Regions from separate parts of the Mus musculus genome. Here region 1 is linked to region 2. The links are chromatin contacts, called in public Hi-C maps. All regions are on one chromosome and are shown on one strand. The core of a region is the stretch at or near the end of the contact, and the rest is flanking DNA. Distances in the headings are between cores, read along the strand shown. Region 1 overlaps Rps15a (ribosomal protein S15A). Region 2 has its middle 59 kb from the start of Gm34762.

Evidence for each region. Hi-C and Micro-C count contacts between places; a contact is called where the count stands out from the background.
Region 1: a Hi-C map of cortical neurons shows a contact between it and region 2, with 5 times the contacts expected there. The contact joins two enhancer-like sites. A contact is called at or near these places in 2 of 484 Hi-C or Micro-C datasets (both in cortical neurons) and 4 of 115 datasets of contacts at active chromatin or transcription factors (T-cell acute lymphoblastic leukemia, astrocytes, bone marrow-derived macrophages and 1 more).

What each region holds. Positions count from the first base shown.
Region 1 is chr7:118,100,999-118,108,172 of GRCm38.p6, reverse strand. Rps15a (ribosomal protein S15A) reads left to right here. Exons shown (of 5, transcript NM_170669.2): 5 at 1-3,799. Among named protein-coding and RNA genes, the nearest start is that of Rps15a, 12 kb to the left of the region's middle. Within about 2 kb of position 4,877, at least 107 of the 459 cell types and tissues checked have an H3K27ac peak or open chromatin away from gene starts, as enhancers often do. A contact at or near this core is called in cortical neurons, where this site is marked.
Region 2 is chr7:117,696,793-117,703,211 of GRCm38.p6, reverse strand. No RefSeq gene overlaps it. Among named protein-coding and RNA genes, the nearest start is that of Gm34762, 59 kb to the left of the region's middle. Within about 2 kb of position 3,426, at least 40 of the 459 cell types and tissues checked have an H3K27ac peak or open chromatin away from gene starts, as enhancers often do. A contact at or near this core is called in cortical neurons, where this site is marked.

The DNA of each region.
Region 1 (7,174 bases), core at 3,628-6,127, 400 kb before region 2:
GTCCTGCCATGCTGATGAGCTCTGCTCTGCGACCTGCCGAACTTGGGGGATCTCTACCCCCAGACTTTGCTCAGATCTGTTGATGATTTGTCCATGCAGGAAAGTTTACAAGGTCTCTGTGTGTCTACTACTTACTAGTTGCTGTGACAAAAATACTGAAAGTGTTTACTGTGTGTGAGGCACAAAGTTTGTGGGAAGCTGTACCCTCCCTCATTTTGGTGCTGCTCCTGCCTTGACTGACAGGATGAGCTGCCCCAACCATCGTTGCCATCTTCCATAAGAAGCAGGTGGCTCTATTGAGTTCCCTGGAGGTGATCCCAAGGGAAGGAGGAGCCTGGGAAAGTGGATCTCAAGTCCCCTAGTCTGGCAGTTGGCTGTTTAGGAAAGTCCAGTGTCAGTGTTTGATATGTTGTAAGGAAACAAATTCAGTTTTATTTAGCTTATTGGCTCTGGGGAAATGGCAGTTCCCATTAATTGGTGCTGTCTTTCTCTTTGAGGATCAAAATTAGCTTCCTGTTCAGTTGTTAAGCATATTTCATAGTCAAATAATCCTCTTATCTTTACAAGTGAGGTTTTCCTTCGAGTGGATATCAGAGTCCCTCCCACGGCTTCTATCCCTCCTATCCTTGTGTAGGAAGTTAAGCTTGCTCATTTGTAGATTAGTGGTCGGTTACACTGCAATTTAGAGTATCATGTGTACTCTACACATGATTGATTCTAAGCCCCCTTCCCTTTCCATGTCCTTCAAAAATTTTTTTATTCTGAGACAGTGTTAGGATTTTTCCTGGGCTAGCCAAATGCAAGAAGTGTTGGTCCCAGACTTGTAATCTTTCTGCCTTAGCCTCCCAAATTCTAGGATTATAGATTTATGTCATGTGATGAGTGGTCTTTTAAAGATTATCTTTTATTTTTTTTGAGATGGGGTTTTTCTGTGTAGTTTTGGCTTTCTTGGGACTTGCTCTGTAGACCCAGGATGGTCTTTACTCAGATCTGCTTGCCTCTGCCTCCCAACTGCTAGGATTAAAGCATGAGCCTGAGCCTTCATGCCTGGCTGACAGGTGAATTCTCAATACCTACCTAGCCATAGGGAAAGTGATTGTGTCCCCTTCCTCATAGAGGGGCATAGTCACCCAGGCCATACCTTTAGCTTGGGCTTTTGGTCAGTGAAGAAGTATGAAGGGACAAGAACACTATCAAGAGCCTAATGTGCTCTGGCCTGGATGGTCAGCACAAAATGAATAGACTTACCAAATTCTGCTGTCTCCTTGGTAGATGTGAAGTTGTTGGAAGAGTCCTAAATTTAGCAGACTATACTGTCAGCCTATCAGACTATAGGCTGCCGGAGGGCAAGTCTGCTACCTATTTCCATCTCATGCCTGCATTGTTCATCCCCCTATGTAACCCACCTACCTGTCACTCATTCCTCCATCCAAAAACTATTGTAGGTTCAGTGGAAATTTCAAGCTTGCCTGTCTCAGCATCTTTCTTACCTTACCCCTAAGGATGGCATCTCTCTTGGCTACATCTTTGGTTTATCTGGAGATCCTTGATTAATTTGAACAAGAGCTACCTTGGGTTATGCAGTTTATGCCTCCAGTGTCCCAGAGACCGGCATTTGAGAGATCCCTGATAGCAAACCCATAGGGTGGCCTTTTTTTCATCCACCCCATTCTCCCTCCCACCTCCCTCTTTTGACCTTGAGTCCTCACCAGAGAGAAACCAGGCCCACTTAATTAGTTCTACATGTGTACACTACATGGGTGCAGTGCCCAAGCAGGAGAGGTGTTAGATTCCCTTTTAACTATAGTTAATAGACAGTTTTTAAGCCCCAGTGGATGCTGGGAAGCAAACCTACATCCTCTAGAAGAGCAGCTATTTCTCTGAGCCATTTCTCCAGCACCATTTTCCCCTCTTTTAAAAGCAGGTCTTGCAGTGTGGCCTAGTCTGGCCCCCTGAGGTGTTTGCATTGCATGGCAGGCATGTCCACAGGAACACCATAGTTCTCACCACTCGTACAGCACAGCAAGTGGGGTGCCGCAGGGGATTATCACTTGAGTATAAAATAAGGGTTGCTTTAGATTGAATAGGATAACCACGCGTTCTCAGAACAATCAAGGAAGGCTGGGGTGAGCCAGCACCGACCTTAATTGTTTACTTAGTAAACTACTAAATGTATGCACGTGTAAGCTTTTGCCTTGATTGAGGTCAAGCTGTCGAGAAATGGTTCTCTTTACAGTGGATCCAGTCAGGATTGGCAGCAAGCACCTTTGCCTGCTGAGCCTACATGTTGTATAGAATGGCAACGTTGTGTAGAATGGCAGTACATTAAATGGGTTTTTCATTTACGAAGTGTGCTGGCTGGTTTTGTGTCAACTTGACACAAGCTGGAGTTCAGTTGAGGAAATGCCTCCATGAGATTCAGCAGTTTTCTCAGTGATGGGGGGATGGGGGCTAGCCCCTTGTGGGTGGTGCCATCTCTGGGCTGGTAATTCTGGGTTCTGTAAGCAAGCTGAACAAGCCAGGGGAAGCAAGCCAGTAACATTCCTCCATGGCCTCTGCATCAGCTCCTGCTTCCTGACCTGCTTGAGTTCCAGCCCTGACTTCCTTGGGGATGAACAGCAGTGTGGAAGTGTTAACTGAATAAACCCTTTCCTCCCCAACTTGCTTCGTGGTCATGTTTTGTGTAGGAATAGAAACTCTGACTTAAGACATAATGGTTTTGAGATTATGGTTTTATTTATGACTATGGTGAGCCCTACTGAAGAAGCCTCAGCATTCAGATCTATCGTATCCTGCCAGTTGCTTGAAGCATGAATTTGAGTGTCCCTTCTAAATAGGTTTTCATTTCTGTGAAATGGGTACAAAGAGGCTATGTTCTAGTACTGTGGTCAGGCTTGGGATAAACTGTAAAATGAAAGTGGTGCTTGGCATAACACTATTTTACTTGTTTTTAATCCTGAGAGGGAGTCTGAATGCTTCTGGGAAGAAGATGTGGAGTCCGGACTGACCTGTCCTGACTATAGTATGTCTGCAGTCCTAATAACAGCCCCTGGGGGGTTCTTCACTCTTCTCAGCTTTTGTACTCAGAGTGATGGGGGCTAGTGAGGCTGCCATGTGGGAAATCTAATAACCAGGGGTATTGGGAAAATTGAGATCCTTTTCTGTAGATGATGAATGAGGGCAAAGAGAAGCAGTAAGTATTTGGGGCCTGAAGCAGAGAGATGAGGGGAAGGGAAGTTATAATGGAAGTCTTGAGTCAGCTGACAGGAATCATGAGTCAGCAGAAACCTGAGTGACCAGGAGTTGTGAGTCAGCAGAAAGTATAGATAGCAAAGATGATGAGTCACCATCATTCTTGGTGAATCAGGGCTGAACTGTTGTTACTGAAATTCCTTTTTGGGTTCTTGGTCTTATCAATGAGATAATTTAGGGGCTGGGACAATGGCTAGGTTGTTAAGAGCACTTGCTGCTCCTGAGTGGATTCAGGTTCGGTCCCCAGCACCTCCGTCGGGCTGCTCACACTAGCCTATGACTTGGGCTCCGGGGAGTCTGACACCCTCCTCTGGCCTTCAAGTGTGCTTGTACACGCCTGGGGGTGGGGTGGGGGGAGATGGAGTAATGAAATGAAATTTCTGATTTTTTAAGTCTTTGAAAGTAAAATACAATTATGTTGGCCTCTCTCCCTGTCCTTTTCATTCAACCTCTCCTATGTGCTCTCCTCTTACTCAATTTCTCGAATTTATGGCCTCTCTTTGTGCGAACATGTGTGTGTGAATAAAATAAAGCATTTTTTTTAAAACCTCTTGTCTGAATGGCTTCTGAATTGGTGACCTTTTGAATAAGCTTGCCTGGTTTCTACCTGATCACACTATGGTGTGGTGAGCAGCTGGACTTGCAACAAACAAAACATTGGTTTCTTGCTCCTTCAAGACTGCTGGGCACTGGCCATGTCACACCTCTGGGTCTGTCACCTTGCCTGACTGCTGCTTAAAGCCACTCAGCACACACACACTCCCAGCTGTGCACACAGTCGAAGGAGGCTGACCCTTGTACGCAGCAATTTTCATTTGGGACAGGTTGCTAGAAACCTTGATAATCTCAGAGTGTCACTGCCTGGGCTCTTCTAAGCTGTCCTGGCCTAGTATTCTCCAAGGTCAATTTCTTCAGCAATTTCTTTGTTCTGAAGGTTTCCTAATTAGCTTCTTACAGCTGTCTTTCTTGCTTAAGTAATAGTCTTAACTGTGGGTGTGTGGGGAAGCCTTGTGTATGGTTGAACCTTCTGGCATAGGCTATAGTTGCACAGTGTGAAGTCTGGAGAGAGGAGAGGGGAAGCCCTGGGTGTGTGATGAATGGGGATGCAAACTCGCACGTGGAGACTCATGGTGGCTCCCTCCTGTCTCCATGGATAACCAGATATGTACACTGCTCACTTACTCCAAGATCTGCATATCTGAACTAGCCCAATCCTTTCATCCTTTCAAAACTGATTTCAAAACCACGCCCAAGACAACTTCCACCTGGTGCCACATGGCATGGGCAAGGTATAGCACTTCTGAGACCATTCCTAAGAGGACCCCAGACACCCAGAGACTGGGCACCACTAGGATGACCAAGTGGTAGAGAGATGGAAGAGAAAGAAACAGAAGAATGTGCACAATGAAGAGAGGCAGAACTAGAGAATCAAGGAGCCTGATTTGAGTACCACCTAAGGCCGTAGTGAGGTCCTGGTCTTTAGGTCCTTTGTTACCACCAAAGGCTAGTCAGATGTCCCTGGTCTGGGCTGCTGCCCTGTCATTGTATGAGGATTGTGCAGAGCTGGCCCCATCCCTTGCCTCCCAGCCCTAGGAGAGCTAGCCATGAAGGTGGAGAGTAGGAGAGCTCACCCTATCCACCCCTAGCCGGCTGCAGGTCCTACACCTCACCTAGGAAGCACAGTAGAGCTGGCCCTGGTAGTGGGAGTTGTTGGTAAACTGGCCCCAAGGGTGTGAGCATGGCAGAGCTGGCCCTGCCACTTATCTGTTGTGTGGTGGCATAGGTGAGGGGAAACATGCTCCCTCCCCCACTCTTTACCACCTGTAGCAAGTGGCAGAGCCGCCCAAGGGCATGAGAGTGGGAGAACTGGCTCTGCCCTTAACAGTTGCAGTGCAGGAGAGCTTTCCCTGGTGCTGTGGGTGTGGGAGAGCTGGCAGGTGAGCAGCTCAGATACCATCCAGGCCCAGATCCAGGGCTTTGAGTTGGCACACCCCAATATCAACTCCATCTGTGGACTGCTGGAGAGCATGAAGGGGCAAGTCCTACACATCTAAAGCTACAGGATCTCCACGACACAGGGTGACAGTAGGGTGTCCAAGGGGAGTCCTAGTAAGTTTCCAGTATTGATAGTGTAGCAGAAGCCAGAGGCCTTGAACTAGACAAATGACTCATTGCAATGAACATTTGCAAGCAAAGGAGTATGGACAAAAGGGTGTACTGTGGGACATGCACACTGCAGCTTCCACACCAGGTTTTTTTTTTTTTTTGGTGGGAGGTTGCAAGGGTGAAGGACAGTACGAGAGAACAAGGAGATGGGTGGGGTTGGGTTGCATGTATGAAATTCATGAAGAATCAATAAAAAGTTAAATAAAATTAAAACCAGTTATCAATCCATCATGAGTCTTGTTAAATTCTCTCCAGGCTCCCATGAGTGCTTCAAGCATCCTCTCTGCAGTTTCATGGAGTTTCCACTAGGTGACAGCACAGGACCACAAGTATCTTGAAACAGTTTGCTGCCATTAACCTATGTCTGGACTGGAAACCTTGTTGAGATGAGGCAAATTATTCATGGCCACAGAAAGAAGGTTCAGAAGGAGGGAGGATGTGTATCGTTGGCATTGGCCTTCAGGTCAAGGAGAGTTTGTCGTAGCTACTTTTCTACTGCTGCGACAACATTCTAAGACCAAGAGAACTTAATTGTGCCAGGCGTGGTAGCACACGCCTTTAATCCCAGCACTTGGGAGGCAGAGGCAGGCGGATTTCTGAGTTCGAGGCCAGCCTGGTCTACAAAGTGAGTTCCAGGACAGCCAGAGCTATACATAGAAACCCTGTCTTGAAAAACAAACAAACAAACAAACGGAGAGAACTTAATTGTGACTTGCTTACAGTTTCAGATGGTGGGCTCATGACATCATGTCAGGGAACATGATAGCAGGTATGAATGAATGATGCTAGAGCAGGAGGAAGGGAGGGAGGGGGAGACTGAGTGTGAGGACGAACTGGGCTTTTGAAAACCCCAAGCCAGATCCTAGTGACATACCTCCTTCAACAAGGCTATACCTACTAATCTTTCCTAAACAGTTCCTCCAACTGGGGGTCAAACATTAAACATTCAACTATATGACCCTCTGGGGTCCATTCTCATTCAAACCACCACCACAAGATTGTTCTGAGGACTGGGGGGATAGGTTGTGCCCAACAACCCATTCACCCATCCATCTACCTACCTATTCACTACCCACCCATTCACCTACCTACCCACCCATTCTCACACATACACACACACACACACACACACACACACACAGAGAGAGAGAGAGAGAGAGAGAGAGAGAGAGAGAGAGAGAGAGAGAGAGAGAGAGAGAGAGCACATACTAATACATGTCATACCAGACACAGAGCATAGCTCATCTCCTTCCCTCCCGTCCTTTGGAGCATCTGGCTATATGGTACAACAATTGCAATTCTCCTTCTTCAGACTACCATTAGATTACCATAACTGGCATTATTGGTGTGTGCCAGCATATCCAGTTCCAACACTGCTTTTATTGAATGTACAGCTTTCTTTGGTTCATTTGTGTTTTTGAGACAAGGCCTCACCCTGTTGGTAAGACTGGCCTGGAACTTGTCACTCTCTTGCTTGTAGTCTCTGAGTGCTGGGATTGCAGGTGTGCCTGGGAGTCAGGGCTGCTTTCATCTCTGGCTCGGTGCTAATGACTGTTAGATCCGTCTGTGTTGTTCATTCTTTGCCTCCCAGTTTTAATATTACTTTCTCTTCTGCTGCACTTTTTAATATAAACCAGATAATCGTCTGGAGGCATTTTTGCCCCTTGTGATCTCAATAAAGTTTCCCCAAATGCTTCTTCCTGCCCACCCCACTCCCACTCCTAAGGGAGAACCAAGACGACTCCGACTTCTGCTA
Region 2 (6,419 bases), core at 2,177-4,676:
CCAGAGCAGTGAAGCCCCTGAGGTGCTCACAATGAAGATGATGGAGGGATGAGTGGGGAACTTTTGTAGACAATGAGTCTGTTGTCAAGGAGAGTGAAAGAGATGCTCCAGGAAGCTAGAAGCCTCTTTAGATCTCTGAGCATCATTGTTAAAGACAGAGATTGGATTTATTTTGGGGGAAAACTAGGAATATCATGTGTGTTCCAAGCTGACAGGTTTCTAAGCAATATGAATGTTAAACTTTTTGGAACTACATTCTCACATGTTAGTTTGTGTGAGCACTACCCAGAGAGCTTGTCAGAGCACACACCCCTGCACAGATATTTGCATTCAGCACATTTAGGGTGATGTTTTCCATTTGCATTTTGAACACGCTCTGAGTTGAGGACCTCTGCTGTACCTTGGCTGGCTCATGCTTTGAGCAACAGTGTCCTCGAACAGGGGATAAGGGATATTTTCTTGGGCCAAGGGAAATGGCTTGGTGCTTAAAGCACTTGCCACACAAGAGCACCATAGTTTGGGTTTCCAGGACACATGTAAATGCCAAGAGATTATGGTGACCTCTCTCCAATTCCATCCTTGTAGGGTAGAGATGGGATCTCCTAGCGAGCTGGTTGGGGATACTATCCAGGTTTGATTGTTAGATCCTGCCTCAATGAAGAAGGTTTAAGAGCAACTTAAGAATATTCCTATCATCAACACCAGGCCATTACATGTATACACACATGTGTCCACATTGTTCAAACATGCACACATATCACACACATGGAAAGAAGTAATGTTTTCTGTAAAGAACTCTATAGTGACTATTCTAGGCTTTAATGACTGTGCCTTTACAGTGCAGAAGCCAAAGATGATTGATACAACGTAAATGAATGAATAGGTGTTACAATACATCAGGCAGTCCAGCCCTTCTACTTCAGTTGGAGTTCTTCGTTGCCCTCAGTAGACATCACTGGCTAGTCTGACAATGGAAGGGGATATTTCAGTGCTTTGCCATGGCAGAGCACCATCTGATCATTATTGGTTCTTCAAGAAGGTCCCGGACCTGTTTCTGTCAAGTTGTCCCTGATGGCCAACCTTCAATCTTGACCTTAGTCAGTAGAAAGCACTAAGAATTGGGCTATGTCTCACTGACCACAGGTTGATGGCAGCACCTGAGAAGCACCTCTGAAGCTGGGTCGTGTATGTGTATGTGTAAGTTGACAGAGGTAAAGAACGGTAGCAGGGGATTTACACAGGCCATTGGAGGGAGCCTTACACATGGTGGGAGCTCCATATCTTCAGCAATGTGTACACCACCAGATCTGCCCGATGTTGGGGGGATGAGTCCATTAGGAAAGGCTCTAACCTTCCAGCTCAGGTGTGAAGTCCAGCATCAATGACTGGACTCTGTTTTAGGGCTAAACTCAAGTTGTCAGGATCCAGGAAAACCCTTATCCTCAAGGAGCAGGGCTGAGTCCCAGGTTGCAGTACTCTGCCACTTTCTTACCATAGGAGGATGTAGTGTTGACCCTGCAAAACCATCTTACAGTTCAGAGGTTAATCAACAGGCTGATAATGCCATGAAGCATCTGAGATGCCCATGGTAGAAGTGACAGAGAGAGAACAAGTCTTATTTATTTTGTAGAACATGACTCTAGTGGCCATCATAACACCCCAGTGAAGAGAGGCTCAACATTGGTTTCTTGGCCAAGAGCTGGGACCTGTTTCATGAGGGAACCAAAAGTTTTCTTTCCAATGAGCTTCCTCGGTTGGTCTTGATCTACTTACCCACTGTCTGTCTGTGTCTGTCTGTCTGTCTGTCTGTCTGTCTGTCTGTCTGTCTCTCTCTCTCTCTCTCTCTCTCTCTCTCTCTCTCTCTCACACACACACACACACACACACACAGAGAGAGAGAGAGAGAGAGAGAGAGAGAGAGAGAGAGAGAGAGAGAGAGATTCCTATTGAGCTGTGTTGCTTGCACATACCCATAGACACTGCAGAGGACCTGGCTTCCAGTCCATGTGTGAAGAAGCTATGCTATAGTTTGTAGAATGGACCCTGGGCATGGGACTGTGAAGTCAGGGGCTCTGTGCCTTTGGGGATTCTGGAAAATGTGCATTCCTTGTGTCCCTCAACTGGGGTAGATTACTCTGTAGCAAGCAGATTCCATTTCATTGATAGGTAGAGCCTAATTCACATACTTCTGTCTCTGGGCAAAGGCTGATGGGAAAGAGTTTCAAGCTTCTGATATAATATGAGGGTGTGTGTGTGTGTGTGTGTGTGTGTGTGTGTGTGTGTGTGTGATCCCAACTAATGAGCTCCCAACTCAAGGAACAAAGACATGAAAATGAATTCCAAATGCTCACTAGCCCTCTGAAGAGACAGTTTTGAGATCAAGTCCAACACATCTAGAAATCAAATCCAATCTTTCTTCCTTTTCTCACCTTCAGCCGTTGGATGCTGGAGCTCTGAATTGTGAGGCTCTCACGCTTGTACAGCCAGCACTTTGCCTATGGAGCCATTTGTCTGGCCCCCAAGCTGATGGTTCACTTCTTACTCTTCCCCAGGCCTTCAGAAAGAGTTCAGTTTGTTATTTACAAGGGACCTCATTTGTTAGCAATGAAAAATGTGTTTTCCCCTTTCCTAGAGAGGAGTCTTTGGTGTCTCCAAAGCTCATGACAAGAAGCAAAGGTTTTAAAAACTATGAAGGTATGTGAGTAGAACAGTCCAGTTAATACCCTGAGTACAGTCAGTGCACCCAGGAGTCCAAATTGAAAATAGACTGGTTGGACCTCAGTGAGGCAGCTACCTAGATTTTAGGCTTGTGGCAACATGGAATTTCCTTTTCCGGAAGTGTTGAGGCATTTGGCTGGGTCCACCAGACTGGCAGAATAAGGATGGCATTGTTGGGTGTGGAGATAGAGAAACATATCCGACAGACTGCACATGCCCTGTTAGCTATGCTTGAATACTTCCAGTATGCCACATCAGCTTGTGGGGGAAGAAGTGTGAGGCCGAACATTCCAACACACGCAAGTGTGTACGTGTCTGATGGAGGAGGTACTGACTCTGAGTTTGCGAACATAGCTGCCTTTTATCCCTAATCTAGTCCAAACAACTTTAGCAATTGTTAGAGACACTGAAACTGCTAGAGGGAAGTTGGGGAGTACTCGAGTATTTTCTCTGACTCTTAGTTAAACATTGGCAACTTTTCTGAGCCTGTAAATATTATTGGGGTCCAGCCATTTCTCTTTGTACTCTATGAAAATTAACTCAGTCCACAGGGGCTGCAATCACTGCCAAAACCCCCAAGTGTGGGTTCTTCCTCCACACTGACAAAAATAACAGTTAATTAGGCTGCAACACCCAAAGGAAAGTGAACTCACACCACCAATCACAGAGAGGCATGCAAAGTGTTGCCATGGCAACTGGCATTTACAGCTCTTCCATTTTAATGTATCAAGGGCTGAGGATAATTTCCCAGTGAGAATACAGGAGGGTGGGGTACCCCCTTCCTTCTTTCTGCCAGTCTGTAACCAGCACAGGACATCCATTCTTGTGGCAACAGGTTTAAAGGAAAGAAGAGACGCCCACAAAAGAAGCAAACACCTGGCACGGATGCTCACAGGCCTTGGAAGTCTCAGGGAGGACAGCACACATTCTTAGACTCAGCACGGCAGCACTGTTGGCACATAGGAGCTGTAAGCCATGGCTTCGCTTGCAGGTGAACTTTGTTTTCATGGAAATCCTCCCTGCCTTCTTGGCTTTTACTGCACACTCTGTTCTCAGCCCCTAATAGTCATCATCTTATTCACTCTTCATGACTAAGTGGGAAGTGATTGTTATTCTCCATTTATAAATGAAGGTTAGGAGAGGTGAGATACCTTAACCATATAGTCTGGGGCAGAGCCTAGATTCTCCATGTCAGTTTCCACATCCCTTGTACTGTCTATCTTCTCTGTATATCAACTCATACGCTTTGTAAATAGGGGTAGATATACTTGCTACCATTACTATCAGTTAGCCATGGCTGCGTAACAAATGGCACAATATCCCAATGGCAGGTAAAGCACACCCTCGGACAGATTGGAGCTCTATTCTTATATGTTCATTCCCAGCCTCAGGAAGAAACATCTAGCCAAAGGAAGCTGTTCCCCTGGTGATGGATGAGTCATCATAGAAGCTAACCAATCACAAAAGTCTGTTTCAAGCCCTCCTGGGTCACATCTAATTTCCTATTGGACAAAGCAAGTCAAGTGGTCAAATTCAAGAAGCAGAGACGCATGCTCCAAATTTTGTAGCTGTGGTTTCAAACTTTTATGGCAAGAATATGGAGACAAAGAGAGATGAAGAGCAGCATGAATATGCATGAGCAGGTATCTCTGTTGTAGGATATAGAATCCTTGGGTATATGCCCAAGAGAGGTGTAGCTCTTTTATGTGGTAGATTTATTTTTGGCTCCTTTGACACTCCTCCATGCTGATGTCCACAGTGGCTGCACCAGTTGGCACTCCCACCTGCAATGAGTAAGTGTTCCCCTCCCCCACATTCACATGAGCATTTATTTTTAAAAGAAATTTATTTTTTTATTTTTTTGTATTTTAGCCATTTTGACTGTGGTCAGATGAAATCTCAAAGCAGTTTTAATTTACATTTTCCTGATGGCTAAAGGGTTTTTTTTTTTCCTTTTTTTCTTTTTTATTAGATATTTTCTTTATTTACATTTCAAATGTTATCCCCTTTCCTAGTTTCCACTCCAAAAATCCCCTATCCTCTCTCCCCTCCCGCTGCTCCCCAACCCACCCATTCCTGCTTCCTGGGCCTGGCATTTGAGAATGTTCTTTAGACATCTTCATTTTATCTTTTGAGAACTCTCTGTTTAGTTTCATGCCCCATTTTTTAACTGGGTCATTTACTTTCTTTTAGTTCTTTATGTAATTTTTAGTTCTTTATGTAATCTAGATACTAACCCCTTGTTAGAGGTATAGCTGGTAGAGATGTTTCCCATTTTAATGTGCCCTCGACTGAACTGATGCAACCTGTGGCCCTAGAGAGAACCTCCTATGTCTATCTGTTAGAGATATGCATTAAACCAACTCTTAATGACTTCCCATCATACCCATAGATCAATTAAGCGCTCAATCGTCATCAGAGATGCATCTATTTGAAGTAGATGGTGATTAACATAGATACTCACAATTGATAAAGGTGCAGAGAATAAGAAACTACAGAATGCTCAGACTTAAGTGAAACATCTAGACCACATTTCTTCCTCCAAAAGCTCACAGATCATTGCAGAAGAGAGACCGGAACAGTGTAAGATCCAGAGGCAGTAGATGATTATGTGGAAATAATGTTTTCCGGGGCACAGCCCACAAGTTGTATGAAATATTGACTCATAGCAGTTGAACGGTATGCGCAAGACCTGTGCAAGCTCAAGCCAGACAAAATTCCACTGAGGATTTTGCACCAGGGCTACATCAGTGAAGCAAATACCCACCTTTGAAGAGTTCCCTGGGTAATGTAACTCTCTCTGATAGACACTGGGAAGGCAGAGAGAAATTCAAATATACCTCTACATGTTTCTTATGAGAGCCTGTCTCAGAAAGGAGCACACATCACAGTTACCTGGGGAAGCTTGTTAAAATGCAGGTGCTCAGATGACAAACCATAGTCTTTAGTTCATTGGTCTTGAGTGGAGCCTAGGAATCTACCTCTGGGACCAGCTCTTGTGCATGTTTCTCAAACAATCTGATCCTCACCCTTCTCTTTGAGTCCTTGCTCATACTACGTGAGACATAGGATAACAAGATTATGGTGAGCAGATTCTTGCAGAGCAGCCTTTTTTCTCAGTCCTAGGGAGGCTGAGGCATAAAGCTCACAGGTTCAAGGCTAGCTTGGAGTATAAAGTGAATTCAAGGTCTGTAGAAGCAACTTAGGTAGACAATCTCTCAAAATAAACAGTAAAAAGAAAACCAAGGAGCTAGCTCAGACCTGTAGTCTAGCATGTCCAAGGATCTTCTTTCAATTCCTAGTAGGTCTGTGAGTTTCCTAACATCACTTTGGCTTGCTGGATACCGAGCCTTGGTCAAGTCTATAGTGAGTCTCTGCCCAGCTCCAGTTTGGTCAGAAACACAGGGAACTTGATGCCATTAGTGATAAAGACACCATGACCCCTCCATGTCCCACTTGACAGATATAGACAGATGGGGACTTCTGTGATCATTTCTGGTTGGGGGTTGGGTCAGCTTTTTGCTGATTGACTCCTCGATGATCAGATCACTGAATGAACCTCAGGACTGTCACCTCAGGCTCCGTGAGGAAGGTGCTGAATTCTGGTTTTGGCAGTTGAAAACAGAGAACACAGTTACATTTCTCAGGAGTGACTGCAGTACTCCAAGTCATACCCACAGTCTCTATCTTTTTATTCTTTC